Regions from separate parts of the Canis lupus genome. Here region 2 is linked to region 1. A link is a contact called in public Hi-C data. All regions are on one chromosome and are shown on one strand. Each heading gives the region's core, a stretch centred on a gene start, on an enhancer-like site or on the middle of the called end of the contact. The rest is flanking DNA. Distances are from core to core; before and after follow the strand shown.

What was found. Hi-C and Micro-C count contacts between places; a contact is called where the count stands out from the background.
Region 2: a contact with region 1 is called in a Hi-C map of skin fibroblasts, with 2.4 times the contacts expected there. The contact joins two enhancer-like sites. A contact is called at or near these places in 2 of 9 Hi-C or Micro-C datasets (amygdala and skin fibroblasts).

Annotation. Positions count from the first base shown.
Region 1 is chr17:13,847,810-13,854,003 of UU_Cfam_GSD_1.0, forward strand. No RefSeq gene overlaps it. Among named protein-coding and RNA genes, the nearest start is that of RDH14, 37 kb to the right of the region's middle. Within about 2 kb of position 2,377, at least 2 of the 20 cell types and tissues checked have an H3K27ac peak or open chromatin away from gene starts, as enhancers often do.
Region 2 is chr17:14,539,533-14,545,726 of UU_Cfam_GSD_1.0, forward strand. No RefSeq gene overlaps it. Among named protein-coding and RNA genes, the nearest start is that of OSR1, 11 kb to the right of the region's middle. Within about 2 kb of position 3,364, at least 14 of the 20 cell types and tissues checked have an H3K27ac peak or open chromatin away from gene starts, as enhancers often do.

The DNA of each region.
Region 1 (6,194 bases), core at 1,127-3,626:
GAGTTCCCCACTAACCAGCATTTTTCATCGCTGCTCTTTCATGATTCACACCAAAAAAAAAGTCTCGCTTGAATTTGAAAAGAAAAGAAAGGAAAGAAAGGAAGGAAGAAAGAGAAAAGAAAGAAAGAAAGAAAGAAAGAAAGAAAGAAAGAAAGGAGGAAAGAAAGAAAAAGAAAGAAGAAAGAAAGAAAGAAAGAAAGAAAGAAAGAAAGAAAGAAAGAAAGAAAGAAAGAGAAAGAAAGAAAGAACAGAAGAAAGAAAGATGAGAAGTAAATACATTTGACAATAAATCTGAAATCATAAACCTTGGGATTCCTTTTATAATACCATGTACTTTGAAATCAGGCAGTATTTTTCATTCAACATAGATTTCAAGGTAGCTCAAAGAAAACATAGGATTAACTGTAAGTAGTGGGATAGTGAGTGGGAGCCAAACTTCCAAATAAACACATCAGAGGCTTGGTCTAAAAAAAGACAGAACACAAATAACCTCCCCTTGATGTGCCTACAGTTTCATTTAACTGTCCCTGGGTCATGAACTAATTTGCCAAAAGGAGGTTAACTTCAATGCAACAAGGCAGCATCTCAGGAAACAGGTTTTATGCATGTGGTCTGTAGAGGCTGGGCCACTCGAGGCCCTGCCAGTGGAATGGCTCTCCCGTGAGCACTTTTGAAAACTCTTTAGTATACATTAGCTAATGGACAGTGCTTTCAGAAATTGGGAGAATATGTTCTTCACAAACATGGGCTTGGCTTATACCCAAATGCTGATGTCTCCAAGTCAAAGAATTAGCCCAAATAAATATTTTTTGAAAGGCGATGTGACCTTGGGCAGCCTACTTCCCTTCCCAAGCTAGGTGTATTCCCTATAAAACAAGGAGCTTGCATGAGCTGCTCTTTCAAATCCCTTCCAGTACACGGAGGCCCTTCCCCAAAGACTCAGCGCAGGAAGGCTGGCCTCTGCCCCTAGAAGCTTCCAACTGAAGGAGAACAGTCAAGTAGCCAAAGTCCTCGAGCTCAGCTGTGGGGTGGTTTGTATTCATGCTAATCGTTCAGAACTCTGGGACCAGAGGAAGACCAACAGCATTATATCATTTCCAGGCAAAGACCTAAGTTCTCATTTCGGGTCGCATGATTTCTCCCCGAATTTTACACTTCATCATCTGCTGCCTCGTCTGACCTGACTCAGTGAGTCTGCTGCTTTTAATGTGTGTGGAAGTTACCTGGGGATTTCGTTCACATGCGCATTCCTGGGCCTTGCTTCAAATGACTCTCATTCAGTGGGTCTGGGCTGGAGCCAGGGAAGAGGCATGCTTCACACGCTCCCCCCCGCAAGGATTCCTTGCTTCCAGGACCACTCTTTGAACTATTCTGAATTCGGAATCTGTCCCCTTCACATCCTTAGTCTCCCACAGGCCAGGGACCCCTCTGACGCAGAGGGCGTAGCCAAAGGGACATGCCAGGTCTTCAACCCAAATTTGATGGGAAGTGCATCAGTGAATGAATAAGGCACAGATAACAGGGCAGCACACTCTCGCCGTGAACTCCCAAACACTGAGGTCACCTGGAACTCTCCGGGCAAAGCTTGAAAAGCTAAGATGAGTGAGAGAGGGGTGCAAGACAGGCTCCAAGGCTGCGTCTCTGTCCTATCACCAGAAACAGTAGGCTGCTTGCTGGGGGATGCTTCTTCTCTCGCAAACACATTTATCCAGAGGGAGTCCCTAAGCCTCCCCTATATTTTAAGCTGCATCCCTCAAAATGTCAAAAGTGGGATTAAAGTGTAAATGATTGTCAATTCACTCCTGTCCCCCTGGTACGGTGCTGAGCATTAGGGGCCATCTGGGGATGTAGGGCAGCAGAGGGCGGGGCATTGGGGACGGTGTTTAAATGTAACTGAATAGAGTGAGCTCCGGTGTGTCTTGGGAGGATAAAGCAGTTCACAGGCTGCTACTTTTTTGTGACATAGCTTTTATGGGGGGAGAGCCAGAATATTAAGCTCATTGCTTCCAGATGGGAAGGTTGGACAAGACAGTGGGGCCTTGGCTCGGGAAGCCTGGACGCCGTGGTGCGATATGGATGTGACATATTGAAGTAATCGAGATAGAAGATCTGGCTTTAGCCAAGGCTGTCAGATAGATACTTTTTAAAACATTACATGGTTTGTAACAAGGTATTGTGTATCCTCCCAGAAACCCTGCCGCCTCGGTCTCTGGGAAGGCGGTGGGGGGAAAAGTGTGCTTATTTTGCTTGAGTTACTAAAGCTCCTTTTATATATGAGGAATTTGGCATCTCCCGGCTGGGAGCGGCTGAGCCAACAGTCCGATGCACTTGTAATGTAGATCATGCTAGTGACTCGCTAAGTAAGTCCAGGTGCTTGCATAAGAGGCAGGGTCCTAAGCACTCCCTTATTTGAGCCCTGAAGCAATCATGGCCCAGCGCCTCAAATGAGCCTCAAATCTGTTTAATAAATCATCTGTCTATTTATAGAGTTAATCCAGGGAGAAATCCTTCGGGTTGTCTGATGGGGCCTCTCCCAGCAGAGGGCGCCCCATGCCCACCTCTTGAGGTCTGGGCTGCTCTTGGTTTGCTGGGGGTTTCAGCTCCCCTGGAAGCCCTTTGTCCAGTCCTTTCCTTCTCCTGTAACCCTCAGGCCCTGGATGCAGACTTAGGGACCAGGCCGGGGATGGGGAAGAAAACCTAGATCTCTCTGGAGGTCTCCTCCTTATAGTCCACGGCAAGGGTTTTGTTCTGGATCGGCCTGCCCACCTACCCCATGGAAAGGAAAAGAAGGTCCAGCTGCATTTGGAAGTCCTCAGTTTGCAACGTGCTGTCTTCCTTGTAATTCTTTTAGTCAGGGCACTAAGTTCCTTGAAGGAACTTCACACCTGAGAACAGGTTGGGACGTCCCCATGGAGCCAGTGTCTGCTTCACATTTCAAAGCCTGGGAACTGTTAAGCTTGTGTTTTGATTAAAATTTTGCATTAGCTTTTCTTCCCCCTTTCAATGCAATTTCAGGATATTTAATTTCAACCAATCATCTGAGGGGAGGGGGGTGGGAGAGAAGGTATGTGATGTGAAACAGCACACAGGGAAAGCCAGCCAAGTCAGAAAAGAGAGCAGCTCTGGCTGTGTAGATGTGACAACTGAAATCTCTTTTGTTCTCCCAGGCAGGCTCTGAAACCAGAGCCCCTCAAGGACAGGAGATCTAGCCCCCAGCTTGGAATCAAGGCGACCAATTGTCCAGGCTGGCCTAGACTCTGCTGCCTTTGGGGGCCATGGGCAAGTCCTTGAGAGTTTTCTGGCTTTGGTCACCTGGTCGAGCTCTGCCTACCATTGCCACTGGTCATGGGGATATGGAGACAAAAATAGCAAAACTTCAGAAAAGCCAGTCTCTGGAGGCTCTGGTGGGACATTAGTTATAATATCCTAGGCTCAAACGTCAGGTTACAATGATTACACTAAGATAAATGAAGGGACGTTAGGCAACATTAATTCACCCCTGTCTTCTGTAGGATGGCAGTCACTTATTCAAATGTCTGCAGGGGCCAGGCAAGTAATGCAAGCATAATTATGAGAGCATTCCTGGCAAACGGCAGGTGTGCAGGAAATATCTGTTGATGGAATGAGTGAATAAGAGTGCATCTGGTATGAGACATTAGGGAAGGGTGGGGACCGTGTTGCATGTACCGGCTGTGGTGTTCAAGTTACAGTTCTTGAAAACACTAAATGTCTTCTGAGCCAAAGGCTACTGATTTGTATCTCTACACATCCTTTTAAATATGTTATGCCTACTTAAAAAACCAAGAAAGGAGGAAAATAAATTTGGTACTATAGAAAACCCCAAATCTCCCTAGTTGAGCCTGATTCTAATATCTTACTCTTGCTCATAAATGCAATTCTATTTGCCATTCTACTTACCCACTTGGATTAGGTTAACACAGTCATTTTGGAAATCATATGTGTGGATGGTATCATATAGAATGAAGGATCATAAAAAATTCTCGATTGCAGACCTCTCTCTGGGAGGCAGACTAATGAGCTAATGACCAATCTCCACATCATCTTCTTCAAAGAAACCCCCCACCAACAAAACCACAAGGTTATGATAGAGCCAGAGGGACAGCTGGCCTTGATTTTAGACCTGGTCATGGGACTGGGCTCTCCTTAGTTCACTGGGCTGTTTGCGAGGCTTCATGAGATAATGTCACATGAAAGGGCTTTGTCAAGCGCAATGTGCTGAATGAATAAAAAGAGTTGACGCTATCAATTTGGGGGAGAGAAACTGGAAGGATAGTCACATACCGGTTCATTCCATCCCTTAAATTGGATTATTGGCAGGAATCTCTCTAAAGCTGAATAAAATTCTTCTATGTATGGGTCAATCTTTGTTGCTCCCTAATGTTATTTCTGACTTAACAAGTGTCAAGCGCACATTTGCATGTTAGCTGTGACCATCCCTCAGTGCTCACCGACAGCCCTGTCCCCTCTTTAGAGTGGATGGGGGGTGAGGAGCTGTAGGGTCAGACACCATATAGTCTGCTCCTCTGCCTCCCCCCGACCCCCGTCCTCCCACAGTGGGTCCCATTCTCAGTCAACTGCTGTTTGCACTTTTTTTCTTTTCTTTTCTTTTCTTTTCTTTTCTTTTCTTTTCTTTTCTTTTCTTTTCTTTTCTTTTCTTTTTCTTTTCTTTCTTTTCTTTCTTTTCTTTTCTTTCTTTTTTTTTTTTTTTTTGAGAGAGAGAGAGAGAGAGAGAAAGAGGAGAGGGGAGAGGGAAAGAGAATCTCAAGCAGGCTCCACACTGAGTGCAAAGCTGGACACAGGACTCCATCTCACCCCCTTGAGATCATAACCTGAGCCGAGATCAAGAGTCAGATGCTTAACCGACTGAGCCACCCAGGCACTGTTTGCATTTCTGTTTCTGTATTTACCTCAAGGATTTGGAGTGCAGATTCCCTGTATTATATTCTAGGTAAACATGTAGTGTGATCTCATCCTGGAGCCTACGGGAGTATACCTAGCATTGCTCATAAGCAGGTAAAGGGAAGGGGGGTGGCTAAAACCAGCTCTTTCTGCCAGAACCAGCACTGCTCTCTGCTTTGGTGGAGGCAGATGCTTAGAGTTATGTTTCCAATAAGAGGCATGGATTTGCACTGCCTAATGATCAAAGTCAAAGTCCTAAGCCTGGAATTCGAGGCTCTCCAAATCTGGCAATATCTTTCTGGTCATATCCTCCCCCACCTCCTTATAAGCACCCAGGGCTTCAGGCATCACGGAGCACCCCCCTTCTGCACACACATTCCACATTTTCTCACATCAAGCCTTTATACATATGATTTTTTCTGTCTGAAAATCTATTCTGGACTGTCTTCTTGCTACATTCATGAGCATTTTTAGAGAGAAATGCTTATATGCCCTTCATATTTTCACAGAGAAGGAGAGGAAAGGTGGAGGGTTTCCTTATCCTCTCCAGGGGTGGAAAAGTAGAGGAACATTTCTGGTCTTCTCTCTACCTCTCACAAGGAAGGGTTGACAGGGCCCAGGACCTACACATACACTGGCTCAGCCCTCCCTCCCTATTTGGAGGGCTCCCTCTGTTTGCAGGCCAGTGGCTTCCTGCCTGGTCCCTACCAGCTGCCTGTGGCCAAAGCTTATTGCTGCCTTCTAGAAGCAGTCACTACAGCCCACTCTCTGTGCTTGTTTGTCCACTGGGGAGGACTGGCCCGAACTAGTGATGCCCCTGCTTTAGGCAGGCTAAGCACATCTGCTCTGCAGACCCTCACAGGGGCCTCCCAAGCTTCAGATGCAAGGGCGGGGGTGGGGGATGAGGGGCGGGAGTAGGCCATGTTCTCCCATTCAGAGGTAGCAGCAGGAACACCGATGATTTTAGCTTCTTCATGTGACTCCATCTCTCATGCTTGATCAGTTCTGAATCCTGAGGGTGAAGAGAGAAGTTATTAATTATATCCTCAGACCTCAACACCCAAATATCACATCTTCAAAGAAGTCTTCTCTCTCTTACCAGATGGACTAAATCCTTCTCTTTTTCCTCTTAGCTTATGCCCTACAGAATTTGTTTTACTTCATTCATTTATCCTTATGTTCAATATTTTGTTTACGGGTTTTTGCAGAGCTGAGATTCTCCCAATTTTAGAAGGTGATGAAAAGTCACCTTTTAAGTGATTGCCTCTGAAAAT
Region 2 (6,194 bases), core at 2,114-4,613, 690 kb after region 1:
ACAACAGGAGGTATGGTTTCTACATTCACTCAAACTGCTAAATCACTGATATTAGTAGATCTTTGTGGTGATTTTATAGTTCTCGATCTTCACCATGGTGGTGGTTAGAACAATCTACCTCTTCCTATTTTTGTGGGGAAATAGCATAAAACTATATGCATACACTGTACCAGTATCAATTTTTGTTATGATATTGTACTATCATTAAGCAAGGTGTAACCATGGGAGAAAATGGGTGAAGGGTACATGGAATCTCCCTCCACTGCAACTTCTTATAAATCTATACTTAATTCAAATTTAAAAGTTTTTTTTCTTAAAATCAGAACTGTTCTAGATCAAAGATGCTAAAGACACAAATGCAATGTGAAAAACTTCAGGTTCTGATTTTTAAAAATTTAGATGTTGGGAAAATTGGGAGAACCTTTAATGTAGATGGGACATTTGATGACATCAGGCAAAATTATTATTGACAATAATATTGTGGTAATACAGCATAACACCCTTATTCCTATGTGTGCTGGATTATCTGGGGCTGAAATATAATGAAGTCTGAAACTATCTTTCAAATAGTTCAGGGAGAGAGAAGAATATAACAAAACATGATCAATTGTTGACTTTATGAAGAAGATGCAAGAATGTTCTTTGTCCTATTCTTTCAGTTTTTCTATGTGTTTATATATTTTCATTTTAAAAAAGTTTGAGGGATGGAATGGTGGCAGGATATGTGATAAAGCAAGTATAGTAAAATATTAATTGTGGAACTTAGGTGGTAGATGACTGAGTGTTCACTATAGATTTCCATTGTTCTGTATGCCTGGAAATGTTTAAATTAAAATATGGGGGAGGGGGAGAAAACTGAGGAAACCTACCAAAACCCAGTGCCCTCCCCCAATACTCCTAATCCTCCCTGGCCCAGTTAAATACATACTTATGATAGTTCAAAGAAAACATCATTTGCCAGGGGCAAAAGCTTGCCTGGTTTCTTGCCTGGAGAAGCCCTAGCAACGCCTCACATTTTTCCCAAAGTGGTAAAGCCCCCATCACTGCCATGGTCCCAATGCCACACTGAGGAATCTCCCATGAGTACTGCCGACTGTCAAGGAGAGACAAACCTGAACATGTGATATATATTAGAGCTTCAAACAAAAAAAAATAATAAAATAAAAAATAAAACAATTCTATCATGATGGTGGCAGTTTTTAACACACTAAAGTTAGGAACTTATAGAAAAAGAAATTTAAAAATATGGAAAAGATTTAAAAAGATAGATCTATGGTGCACAGATCTCTGTAACAGCTAACAAGAACTCTCTGAACCACTCCACTCACTTTGGAGTGACTGCTCAAATATTTCAGTGTTGGCTGGTCTTTCTAAGGACAAGGCCATAACAGAAACCATCCCTGACACCTACAGCACCACACCTGCCCTATTTCTTCACCTACCACAGCCCTATAAGAGGAGCTACGTGAGATACTGAAGATATTCTGAATTCTGCACAGAAACAGTCAGTGCTTGACCCAGGTTAATAAGAAGTCAACCAGCCTCTCAAGTAGATATCATTTAAGGCAAGGCCTGGATTCTCTCATTTTCCTTCTCTGGTCCTTTGGGTGGTGAAGAATCTAGCTCTTCCTGCTCCATCTCCTTCACCTTTATTCCATGTCCCCCGTAAAGTTTCTCATGCCACCATCTACCTACAGTCTCCAAGTGGTACCCACTCCCACCAGTGACAAAAAGCAATCCATTCCTGCCCTTGCTATTGAGTCTCACAAGCAAGAGTTCAATGAAACCAAAGGTTGAAAAGAAATTAATTATGCTTACACCTCCCCAGAGATGGCTGACTTGCTAAGAGCCAATTCTATGTTTAGAAAGAAAAAAAAAACAAAATTCACTCCACTCATCCATCCACCCCACTTTCCAAAGTCCTTCTATTTTCTAATTGCTGGAGCTGGAACTAGCACTGGCCAAGAGGGGCATCAGATAGCCGGGGGCTTGGAGGGGCTGGCTAAGAGGACCATTCCTGCAGATCTGTGCATGAAACAACATTGTACAACTACCTTTTCTTTAGGCTATGGACACTGTAGTACAAATCAAAGAAAGCACAAATCCAAAGACGATTTGTAATTGGGTGTGTTTGCAAAGTGAAAGACCCCTTGCCACGTATTCGGTCACACTTCCACACACATGGGCCCCTCCCCTGCCGGGTCCGACACCTCAGTCTGCACCCAGCTGTTATTTTCTCCCTAGGCATATGCCACAGAGGAGTGGTTAAGTAGGGCACTTACATTTTATCACCCGCCTTCCTCTCTCTACCAAATATAACAATAATCTGTGAACTGATTTATCCATTTGTCTTCGTGGAGTTAAAGAAGGCCTCTTCCAAGTTTTCAAGGAAGGTTCACGACCACCAGTCCACGTGACATTCTTCTTCCATCCCATTTCATTATCTCTGGGTGCTGAGACAGTGAAGACCAGAAGAAGATTCTCTTAGGAAGGCAGCTTGGGAGGCAGGCTGCTTCACGATGCTGGGAGAAGCATCTCTAGTCCCTTCACGTGGTGCTTCGTAAACGCCAAAGTTGTTCTGCAGCACATCAGGGCCCCTTGTTGGTTCGAGTGGTGAATAGATGATTGAGAAAACGTGTATAACTTTGACCTCTACGCCAACTGAGCGAGGTAGGTGGGAAGGCTATTACCTCCACCGTAGAAGGAAAAGCGAGGCTCAGAGAAGGGCAGGCACTTGCCCAAAGCTTGTGAGTGGCAGGAAGAGCTACAACTGGGTCTTCGGGCCCCTTCCCTCAAAGGAAATGCAACTTCTTCTTCTTCCACTGACATGAGGTTTGACAACCCCCTCCCCTACTGTCTCAGGTCGCTTGTGAATTTTTCATCTGAAACTTATGCAAACTGGGCCCAACCACCATTCTGGCTCTCGCAGCGGCCCAGGAAGCAGGGCTGAACGGCCAGGGTGGGTGACCACGCCTGTGCCCCGAGAGCTCCGCTGGGCTGGAGGGCAAGGCTTCCGTCTCAAAGACCCTGCTCCAAAGGACGAGCTGCGCTGCCCGCAGGGCGGGGGCGGCCCGCCCCGTCCCCGCGCGGAATCCCAGGGACCGCGGTCCACCAGCGGGACTCCCAGGGGCTCCAGCCCGCATCGGCCGTGCGCCGCCCTCCGGCGTTACCAGCTGCAGCCCGCACACGCCGGCAGCGGGGTACGCCCGCACGGCCAGCCCTCCGCGCTCCCGACACCTGAAAGCGGGCACCGAAGACGGCGGCCACTGCCCAGGTGCGCAGCGGGACCTGGAGCGCCGCGACGAGTTCCTTCTGCGCCTGCGCGCAGAGCATGCGCAGTGGTGGAGGCGGAGGGGGTCTAAGGGGGGAAGCGATGTGGGCGGGGCCAGAGGAACGATGTGGGCGGGGCTAGGAGAGCGGCGTGGGCGGGGCTAGACCCCCGCCGCAGCTGCTGCGCCGAAACCCAGCGCGCGGAGAGAGCGTTGCTAACCGCGAGGTGCCTGCTGGCGGGGGCTGTGCCGGGCACTCTCCCTCTCTCGGGGCGCCCACCGACGCTTCGGGGTGCGGACCCTATCGTACGGGAACGAACGAATTCTCCGCGCGTTTCTGGCAGGATTCGCAGGGCGGGGCCAGGAGATGTGGGAGCCGTGGTGTCACCGCCTGTCTGTGACGTCACAGGACGGAGTAACCGAGATGCGGCTGTAGACTCGGCGGGAGGCCTGTGTGACGTCACACAGTGCTGTGCTAGTGCTGTGGGCGGTGGGGCGGGATGCCTCCGAGCCGGCGCTGGAGACCCCGGGATTCCAGGGGTGGGGTCGGGTGTGCTATCACCACCGCTTCCGCGGTCTTGGAGCTGCGGTGGTATCGGGGAGCCCTAGACCAGTCCACTGAGTTTCTCCCTTACCCAGGACCCTGTTAGCCCCGACTCCCGTGGCCAAGAGGTCTGCAGGGGAAAACGGCCCATCCTACACCCCCGACCTCTGGCTACATTCCGAAGGAGGAGGTGGAACCTTTACCTCTTACTTTGGGGAGAAGCCCCTGAGAGCCTTTCCCCAGAGTGCTACTGACCTCCCAGAGCGGAGAAAGCTTCAGGCTGCTTCCAAGGTCTCCTGTGCCTTTTACCCATGCAGCAGAGGTCCAGCCTAGTAGCCCCCCCCCCATTCCCTTGCCCCCCACAGGAACAGCTGGCCTAGCTGGCTGCGTGGGGAAGGGCCCCAGCTGGACTCTCCTCTCCCTTCCTTCACTCCCTAAAACCGACCTGAGTCACTCTGCGCACCTGAGACCAAAGAAGCTTCATGTCTGAGGACTGGGGTCGGGGGAGGAAGAGGAGGGAGAGGGATGGGATCTTGGAGGGGTGTACCAAGTTGTCCTCTTGCAGGGTGTGCAGGTAATAAAACCCACCCAAGCGTTTTGGGCATTCTCCTTGCCTCTTCTTGCTCCCCACAGAGTAGGAGCTGGAAACTGCCCCCAACCCCAACCGCGTTGCCTGGGAACTGTAGCCTGTGTGGTGTCTGGGGGCCCGCAGCCCCAGCCCGCCCTTCCACTTGCTCTGCTGTTACTACACAATCTCTGAAACTACTGTCAGGGTATAGATGCGGCGAGCTGTGCTGAGAAATGGCTTCTGGGTCCACCGGGATGATCGTGAGCCACTGGTAGAGCCAAGCAAGGTGGAAACATTGTGAGTCAGTGGAGGTCTTTGGTCAGTGCCCTGCCCCACTCCCCAACGCCTCTCTACAAACCGTGTGCTGGGAATCCATCGTCTAAGGATGCACACTTGATATTGAAAATCTCTCAATTCCAGGGCCTAGGACGGAAGGCCGGGGTTCAGGTTACCAGAGATGAGGTGGGCCAGAATGGAAAAACCTCCCCTGTGAACTTCTCGCATTTCACAGCCTTCATGAGGTCTTTGGAATGAAGCTAACTGCAGAGGCCCTAGGTGTCCCGGGGGAATGGGAGGTGGCTAACCTGCGATGGGGGGATGGAGGGCGGGGTGCAGGGGCAGGAAAGAGATCCTTAGAAAGAGCAGAGGAACTGAGGAAGGTGCTCTCTCGGGTCCTCGGAGCCGCCCACAGCTTTCCGTAGAGGCTGTGTGTAACCAGACACTGTCGTTTTAGAACAGCCAGGTCCCCAGACCTCAGAGAGCTACTAAAGGAACTGATGTGGCTCCTACCATGAGCCCTAACATAAGCCTTAAGACCTTACTATGGCCTGCGCTGCGCGGGGGATAAAGCCCTCGAAGCCCCCAACCCCCTCCCCCCCATCCTCCCTCTCTGAGCCCAGAAATCGCGGTTCTCTGGGGTCCAGACTCCGTTTCTCTCCTGGGGAGCGTCCCCCTGAGGCTGGGGGGAGAAGGGCTGTGATCTTGCTCAACCAGCGGAGATATCCCGGCAGAGGACCGTCCTCCTCCGCCGCGGGCCGTGGCACAGGTCGAGAAGGCTTCGAGGGCACGACCAGGCATCTCGGTGAGGGGTGGGCAGGGCCTGCGGCGGAGAGTCCGTCTAGAGAGCGCATCGCGAGGAGCTGTGGGGCGGACACCGTGAGGTGCCCCGGTCCCGGGCCGCCCCTCCAGGCCTGTCCAGCAGGGGGCAGCGTGGCTCCGAAGGCGGAGGCCCCGCCGAGGCCACTGGGGCGAGTTGGGCTCCGCAACCTCGCAGCTGCGAGCCCCGCGCTGGGCGGGGAGGGCCGCCCTGGGGCGGTGGGGATGGTGCGGCCCGAGCTGGAGCCGTTCGGCTCCTACGGCCCGAGCTGGCTCGCTCAGGTCGCAGGGCCCTGCCGGCCCCCGGGTGTCCGCGGCCGGCCGGGCACACGAGCCCGAGGGGCTGCGCGCTCCGCCTGGGAAAGGCCGCGGGCGCCACCGCCTGCGCCGCCCTGCGGTCGGGGCTCGGGAGCCGGGCAGCCCCGCCCCGCCCCAAGCCGGAGAGCCCCGCGGCCCGGCCTCTAATTGTGGGAAAACGAGACGCCCCGGGGAAGGTTCAACTTGTGGAGGGCCGACTCAGATTTCCCCTCCTAAACTTCCCGGGCCTCCCAGGGCGCCCGCCCCCGCCATTCCTCGCAAGGCTTTACAAACTGTAGGGAATCTTCGCGGGCGTGGAGCCGTGCCCCGGGCAGGGGACGCGCCCCAGCCAAAGAATTGTGCCTGGGGGATCCTTACAACCCTAGGGAGGGTTGTAGGTTTGGGGCTTTGGGGAGGCGGC